2 separate regions of the Mus musculus genome follow, and region 2 is linked to region 1. A link is a contact called in public promoter capture Hi-C data. All regions are on one chromosome and are shown on one strand. Each heading gives the region's core, a stretch centred on a gene start, on an enhancer-like site or on the middle of the called end of the contact. The rest is flanking DNA. Distances are from core to core; before and after follow the strand shown. Region 1 holds the start of Spata20 (spermatogenesis associated 20). Region 2 holds the start of Chad (chondroadherin).

Region 1 (3,671 bases), core at 1,140-3,639:
CCCTCTTGGGGCTTCATGCCTCTCTCCGGGGGGGAGTCAGCATCCTCTGCACTGTAAAAGCCTCCAGACTGTGGAGATAGGAGAGTTGGCTGGTCACCATCCAAAAGACAATGGAGACGTCAAGCCCTCCTGCACCAAGGTACGCCTGCCTCCGAGGACACACACCCGATGGCTCAGAGTCCGGGTCACATACTGCAGGATGCCTTTAGCAACATCAGCGTAGAATTCATCGCCAGAGATCTGGGGGGGGGGGGGGTGGAGGTTGTAAGTAAATGTCACTGGGGGTGGTGGTGGCTCAGGTTCCTAAAGGATACCCCCCCAGGAAAGTGGGTGGGGTGTAGGGGAAGCCCAGGTGTCTAGAGTGTGAGGAGGAATTATGGGTTGGAATTAAGAGGAAGCTACCGTTAGCTTGAAGGTCTTGGGACTGGCAGCCAGGATTGGGATTAGGGGCAAAAGTCACCTGGAAGGCCTGGGTATAGACCACCGAGAGTTGGGCCTGGTCATACAGCATTTTCTCAAAGTGAGGGATGTGCCACTGTCGGTCCGTGGAGTAGCGGTGAAAGCCCTGTGGTCAAGGCAGAGTGTTAGGCCAGACTGATCTCAGCCTCTGTCCCTAGGCCTGCTGCCCCGGCCGGCCGGCACGGAACCTGGCCTGCCCTCACCTGCCCCACATGATCCTGGATGCCTCCGTTGGCCATCATCTTCAGGGTGTGCAACGCCATCTGCTGAGCTCGGGAGCCATCCTGGGTGAGCCGGTGACTGAGCCAATAGGAGAACAGGAAGTTCAGGATCACTGTGGAGCAGGAAGGAGAGGGTGAGAGGTTCCAGGGAGGCTCTGCCCAGTCAGTCTCTGTCTGTCAGGCTGGAAGGTGGGAACTTCTACCATCCACTTAGAGGACACAGGCCATTGGCCTCTGAGTCAGAGGTCAGAATATCAGCCCACAGGGGACCGGAAAGCTACACAGCCGCACAAGAGAGGCCAAAGGCACCGATGCTCATTATATAGGTCAGGGTCAGAGGTCACTGACCAGGTGTGGGAAACTTGGGGGCCTCGGCGAAGCCGCCGTATTCCTCATCATAGCCCTCATCCAGCTGCTGGAAGCAACGGCTGTTCATGGTGGCAGCAGAGGCTGGAATCTGTCTGTCACCCACGCTGATCTCAGATCGGGCCAGAAGGGCTGTGGTGACGCGCTGGCTGTTCTCCAGAAGGGTGTTCTTGTTCAGTTTCCACTACAGGAGGTGAGCACACACGTGGAAGTCAGCATACACAGGTCGGGGTGGGGATGGGAGGTGGCTGTGGTCTCTCAACCTGCACGTGGGCACCTTCCCTCCCAGACATCCACCCACCTGATCACAGATTCTCATCAACACTGTTCGGAAGCCAACTCGAGTCAAACCATCCTCTGGCGGGAAGTAGGTGCCCCCAACGAATGGCTGGAGGCCGGGGGTCAGCCACACATTCATTGGCCAGCCTCCTCCACTACTGGTGGCCTGGAAGAGGGAGGGCCAGGGTCAGGGGAGTTGCCGCGTTGTAGGTGTGACTAGACTGCCACAGAGATGGCTCACCTGCACAAAAGTCATGTATACTTTGTCCACATCTGGCCGCTCCTCTCGGTCCACCATGACACAGATGAAGTTCTCATTGAGCAGGCGCCCTATCTCTTCATTCTGGAAGGATTCCTCCTCCATCATGTGGCACCAGTGACAGGTAGAGTACCCCACTAGGAGAGAAGAGGGACAGGATGGCAGGAGGAGGTCCCCGGGGGACCCAAGGGACCACCCCCAACCCTCTGCCTGTCACTGAACCTCATTCTGGGAACAGTGGGTGTATACCTGAGAGAAAAATCGGCTTGTTTTCTTTTTTGGCCTTGTCGAAGGCTTCCTGTCCCCAGGGGTACCTAGACCCAACAGGAAGAGAGGTCACTCAGTAGCCTAGGGAGTCTCAGAGGATTAGGGACCCCAGATGCTTCAAGGGAAACCCTGGGATGGCTCTCACCAATCCACCGGGTTGTAGGCATGCTGTAAGAGGTATGGAGACTTCTCATTGATCAGGCGATTGACGGTCTTCGGCGGTGCAGGTGGAGGACAGTTAGTCCGGCTTGACTTTCCTCCAGCAGGCATGGGCGCTGAACTACTAACTGTAGTAGCACTTCGGTCCTTGTCCCGGGAAGAGCTGCCCCTAATGTGGGCAGATGGGTCACACAAATGAAGGCCACTTCCCCTTTGCCCCACCCAAATCAGCTCAATGGTTACCCAGCCACAAAGACCCCCACTCTTTGTCCAGCCCACCTTTCTGAACCACGGGGGAGACCGTGGCCTTTGTGCTCCCCCTTATGTTTTGGGGGTGGTGAGGAATGGTGGCTCATTGGGGGCTCCCTGCCAGGTTAGTCTCCCCCAGCTTCTTGGACCTGGCGGTAGGAAGGGTATCTGTGAGGTCAGAGAGGGTCATAATGAGTAGAATGGTCCATCCTGCTCTGTTCTATCACCCGTGGAGTGCCCCTCCCTGGGCGGTTGCACTGCAGGCATCCTTAGCATTCATGTGGGTGACTTAGGAAGGGAGTGGCTATTGCTAGTGTCTAGACAGGTCAAGAGGAATGGGTATTGGGTCCGGGACTGGACCAGGTGAGGGACAAGCAGAAGAAGTAGTCAGGGACTAGCCAAGAACTCCAGAGTACTTTGAAGGACCAGGTCTTACACTAAACACACACACACACACACACACACACATACATACACACAGAGGGGAAAGAGGGAGGGGAGAGAAAGGGAAAGAGGGGAAGAGAGATAAGAAAGAAGGAGAGGGAGAAGGAGAGAGGGACCACTCAGAATCAAATAGACCTATCTTAGGGAGTTCAACCTGGGAACGCAACTAAATAGCAGGCAGGGCAGCAACATGAGTTTGTGACAGGGTGCAGGGTGCTTCAAGAGAGGGGTTTGTGGACAGCACATCATTCTAGAAAGGCTTCCTAGAGGCGGTGCTAAAGTAGCCAAAGAGCTAGCCTGAGCTAATCCTGCAGCGGATAAGAAGGGTGGGGGAAGAAAAGGAGCCTTCATGTAGGGGGATCCGAGCAGACATCGCAGACTATGCCTGAAAGACGGACTGCCGCGGCGCCAGGCATATTGTAGTGTCTTGCTCATACCTGCCGCTAGCCGCAAGGCCCACCCCCACAGTGGGGCGACCGGAGGTTGGGGTCCAGACAGTCCCACACTCTTCAGTATAGCTGCTCCAATTCGGGCGGTAGGCTGCAGAAGGGCGGGCCCAGAACCCTGTCCTCGCCAAGTCTCTGGCCCTGTGGCTGGTCTCCGAGCGCCGCTCGGCGGTAGAGCGCGGAACTACAGCCCTGCCGTGCCTTTGAAGATCCAACCGTCTCAGCGCTTAAAATTCGAGTAAAATAAGCTGGGTTCCATTTAAAGTGCTGGCAGGAAGAGTGACCCTCGGAGCATCCAATACTTTTGCCTAGCTCTTTCCCCTTTTACAAGCAAGAGATAAGGCTCCCTTCGAAGGATTTGATCAGCCAGCCAAATTTGCTTGATCCAGCCTACCCATCCTCCCTAGAACCCACCCACTCCGAGAAGCCTTCCCAGAGTAGTAACACTGAGCCAATATGTCCTTACTGCATGCTCTGTTTGCTTGGTTCATTCACTTTATTCAGTCAATGACAAGCGTCCTC
Region 2 (4,001 bases), core at 1,334-3,833, 80 kb after region 1:
TACATAAGAGGAAAAAATTCCCTGTGTTCTGGCTCCTTTTTGAGACTGGCCTAGCTGCCCAAGACAGACAGTGGGCTTGGCAAAAACACACCTCAGACAGGAAGGGTGGCTGAGGAGAGGTTCGGCTGGCTGCTGCTCAGGGCTGCTGTCCCAGCTCCCCACCCCACCCCACCCCCCACCCCCGGCCAGCTCTCCCTGCTTCAGCCCACAGAGCCGGGCCAGGTCCAGCAAGCCCCCAGCACTGGGGCCTTCTGTATTTGAGTGAGCTGTTTAGATGTCTGATGGAAAGTCCTAACTGTCCTCACGCGGTGGGAGGTGGGCTCTGAGGGCATCCGTCGGGGGCTCACCTCCGTGTGAGGCATAATTCTGCCCACACTACCAGCCTTCTGCTCCAGGGTGTCCTCGGGAAAGTTCATGAAGGTCACGGGACTGTTCTCTGTGGTTCCATAAACAACCTAGAGGGGCCAAAAAAGACGGCTTGAAGGGAAGTGAGGGACAGAGGAGGGCTGGGGTGACCTACCCTAGGTAGCTGAACAGTAAGGACTGAGGTAAGCGAGGGGACAAGAGCCAGAGGTCAGAAGCCAGAAGTGCAGCTCTCTGCAGGGCCCCTGGTCTGAAACCAAATTGAGACTAGAAGCCAGTCCTCTCATGGCCAAGGTTCCGACACTGCCCTGTGATGCCTGTGGCTTCTGGCATCACTGATACCCATGGCTGCTCTCTCCATCTCCAGGTTGCTTTGGTCCTTCCGTCTTGATTTCAGGCCACAACAGCCTCCCTCTCTCTCTTCTTAGCCAAAGGCCTCATAAACTTGATGAGAAAGGCAGCCTGGCTTGGGATTGAGCTGGGAGTGGTACAGACACACAGACACCACTCCCCTCCAACCTGGGACAAGTGCCTGGCCTTAGGGTGGGTGCCCTACAAGCTCTGGAGATGATACTGTGTGTTTATTTTCATTAAAACAAAAATATAGCCAGAGCATGAATTTAAAAGGCCTGTGGCATGCATGTGCGCGCGCACACACACACACACACACACACACACACACCTACCCCTGCAACCTCCAGTGGTTAGAACATCCTGTGCATCAGGAAAACTAGCAGCCAGCCTAAATACCATCAGAGAACATTCTAGGCCAAGAATGACCCCCACACACCCCATTCTAGCGACAAGGAATAAGAAGGGCTTATGGGAAGTGCAGGCTTGGAGTCCAAATCCTACATCTATGTATTGAGTGTCATGAGAAGGTCTAGATACCTTGTCCTCTACCAGCTCTCTGTTGGTGGCCTCCATGCCCGCACACCATCAGGTGGTGTGGTTCTGGCGTAGTTGTGGTCTCCTCCACCACCTCCCAAAAACAGAAGCCATCTCTGGCCAAGCAACCCAGAGCTCACCCTGGGCCAAAGCTGTAACCTGCCTGCTCACCCTCCCTTCTCCACAGGACTCCAGACACTGTGGCTGGCAAGTGAACAGAAGCCTGGTCCACCAGGGCGGGGCTGCCCACAACCTAGCATCTGGCTAGCCAGGGTTGGTTGCCTGTAGCCAACACCCCACTTCCCACCAGCTCACACAGTCCTGGGGTCATTGCCCAGCTATGGCCTCTGCCAAGTACACATTGGCGCCACTAGGCTGCCACTCTGAGACCCCCCTTAGGGGTGGGTCCTAACCACCGGTGAGGGGAGGATCCGGAGATGAGGATATTTGGGGGAGATTAAGAAGGAGACTGTGCAACCATGCTTGTTCAGCGGCCTGTGGTCTCCAGGTGTGTTGCCAGTCAGTCCTGTGGTTCACTCCCCACACACACCAGTTCCCACATTTCTGTGTGGCCTTCAGCCCTAGAAAGGGGAATGAGGGTACAAAGGACAGGGAACAGGAAGCCCAGAGCTAAGAGAGGGGTCGTGAATAAGCCCACAATCCGGAGCTCTTACGGGCCTGGTGCCACTGGGCTCCGAGAAGGGGCAGAGCCAAACGCACGGCTGTCAGCTAGCCTCTGCAACCAGCTCCCCCACCTCCTTGGGATAAACTGAGGAACCCAGAAGCGGGAGCCCAACCCACAGCAGCTCTCACGCTCCGCCTGCGCCGCACAACAGTCCCATTAAAGCGCCGCCGGCTGGCCGACCGCGGTGAGACGCATCCGGCTGTCGGGCCCCACTTCCTCCCTCCCGGAGTCCAGGGTGACCTGTCTGCCAAGGGTGTATGGGGGAGGGAGACGTAGAGAACTCAAACTTGAGCAAATAAATAAGTTCTGGGAACACTTCCCTCTGCCCAGTGGAAATTCAGAGGCCCCTCGACACACCTATCACCGTCCACCCCACCTCGGGGTGTTGGTCCAGATAGAGGAGGGTAGGGGAAGGTGCAGCATAATGTTTGCAAACAGGAACCAAGGGGTTGGGGTTCAGGGGAAGGGCCCTCAGCCCTACACACGGTCTCCTGCTGTGAAAAGAGGCCCCCAGCCATCGAGGATGGGGACGCATCTCTGGGCGGGAAGGGGTTAAATCAGTGGCTTCGGTGCTCCACGTAGTAGCTGGCTCCGCTGCCAACTGCGGTCAAGGCTGCCCTATAAATGGGCCGGGAGACCCGAGAGTCGAGGACTTGTCGCTGCCTTAGCCCCCAGCCCAGGCTCAAGGCGTTCCAACCATGGCCCGCGCGCTCTTATTCAGTCTGGTCTTTCTTGCCATCCTCCTGCCTGCGCTAGCCGCCTGCCCCCAAAACTGCCACTGCCATGGAGATCTGCAGCATGTCATCTGCGACAAGGTGGGGCTGCAGAAGATCCCCAAGGTATCAGAGACAACCAAACTGCTCAATCTCCAGCGCAACAACTTCCCGGTGCTGGCTGCCAACTCGTTTCGGACCATGCCGAACCTGGTCTCCCTGCACCTGCAACACTGCAACATCCGCGAGGTGGCGGCTGGTGCCTTCCGAGGCCTGAAGCAGCTTATCTACCTGTACCTGTCCCACAACGACATCCGGGTATTGCGAGCTGGAGCCTTCGACGACCTGACTGAACTCACTTACCTCTATCTAGACCACAACAAAGTGTCGGAACTGCCCCGGGGGTTGCTCTCTCCTCTGGTCAACCTCTTCATCTTGCAACTCAACAACAACAAAATCCGAGAGCTGCGTGCTGGAGCTTTCCAGGGGGCCAAGGACCTGCGCTGGCTCTACCTGTCAGAAAATGCCCTCAGTTCCCTGCAGCCTGGTTCCCTGGATGATGTGGAGAACCTAGCCAAGTTCCACCTGGACAAGAACCAGCTGTCTAGCTACCCCTCAGCCGCCCTGAGCAAACTTCGGGTGGTGGAGGAGCTGAAGCTGTCTCACAACCCTCTGAAGAGCATCCCAGACAATGCCTTCCAGTCCTTCGGTAGATATCTGGAGACCCTCTGGCTGGATAACACCAACCTGGAGAAGGTAAGTGCCCCAGCTGCAGTTCTCCCGGCTCTTTCTAGGATGCCACCCCAGGACCACATCGGGACAGCATTCCCTCCTCCTGGACTCCTTGTCACTCAGATTATCCTCCAAAGCAAGGGGCCTTTGCCACTTCTCTCTGCATTGACACACACCCCTCCCCATCCTTCTCACCCTTACCTGGTCCCGAGGCTTCTCAGCAGGGCTCTCTTGGGACTCCTTGTAAGAGATGGAACTGTTCTGGTCCCACAAATGGCCTCTGGGGAGGCATCTGCCCCAGACCCCACGGTTAACAGCAGACACCTCTTCCTGTTGGACTTTCCACCCCTCTCTTACCAGTCTCCTGCAAGCCTACCATTTCATAAAGGAAGGTTTGTCTACTGAGGCACCTTCCAGAAGCTGAGAGAACACAAAGAGTGCCTGTTCCCAGTGGGTGCTGGCCTGTGTTGCTAAGGTAAAGTGAGAGGCCAGAGGATGAATTGGGGAGCAGGTACCTTAAGGAGAACTCTCCCACACCCTCGTCCCATTCCCTCCGTGGGTCGAAACACACTCAATTTTATTGCAACCTCGGGTCGATTTCAAATAAGGACGGGAAACCA

Evidence for each region. Capture Hi-C pulls out chosen DNA fragments and counts their contacts.
Region 2: a contact with region 1 is called in a promoter capture Hi-C map of liver. The contact joins the promoter of Chad here to the promoter of Spata20 in region 1. A contact is called at or near these places in 9 of 39 promoter capture datasets (cranial neural crest, embryonic stem cells, frontonasal cranial neural crest and 5 more), 1 of 484 Hi-C or Micro-C datasets (double positive thymocytes), 4 of 115 datasets of contacts at active chromatin or transcription factors (bone marrow-derived macrophages, embryonic stem cells and pancreatic cancer cells) and 3 of 9 other capture datasets (adipose tissue, liver and pancreatic islet).

Annotation. Positions count from the first base shown.
Region 1 is chr11:94,482,921-94,486,591 of GRCm38.p6, forward strand. Spata20 (spermatogenesis associated 20) reads right to left here and starts at 2,390. Exons shown (of 16, transcript NM_144827.4): 1 at 2,290-2,390; 2 at 1,997-2,179; 3 at 1,834-1,898; 4 at 1,567-1,721; 5 at 1,348-1,491; 6 at 1,029-1,230; 7 at 663-793; 8 at 461-565; 9 at 166-240; 10 at 1-68. The coding sequence starts at 2,366.
Region 2 is chr11:94,562,464-94,566,464 of GRCm38.p6, forward strand. It overlaps Chad (chondroadherin), which reads left to right and starts at 2,584. Exons shown (of 4, transcript NM_007689.5): 1 at 2,584-3,405. The coding sequence starts at 2,635. Acsf2 (acyl-CoA synthetase family member 2) reads right to left here. Exons shown (of 16, transcript NM_153807.2): 11 at 348-455.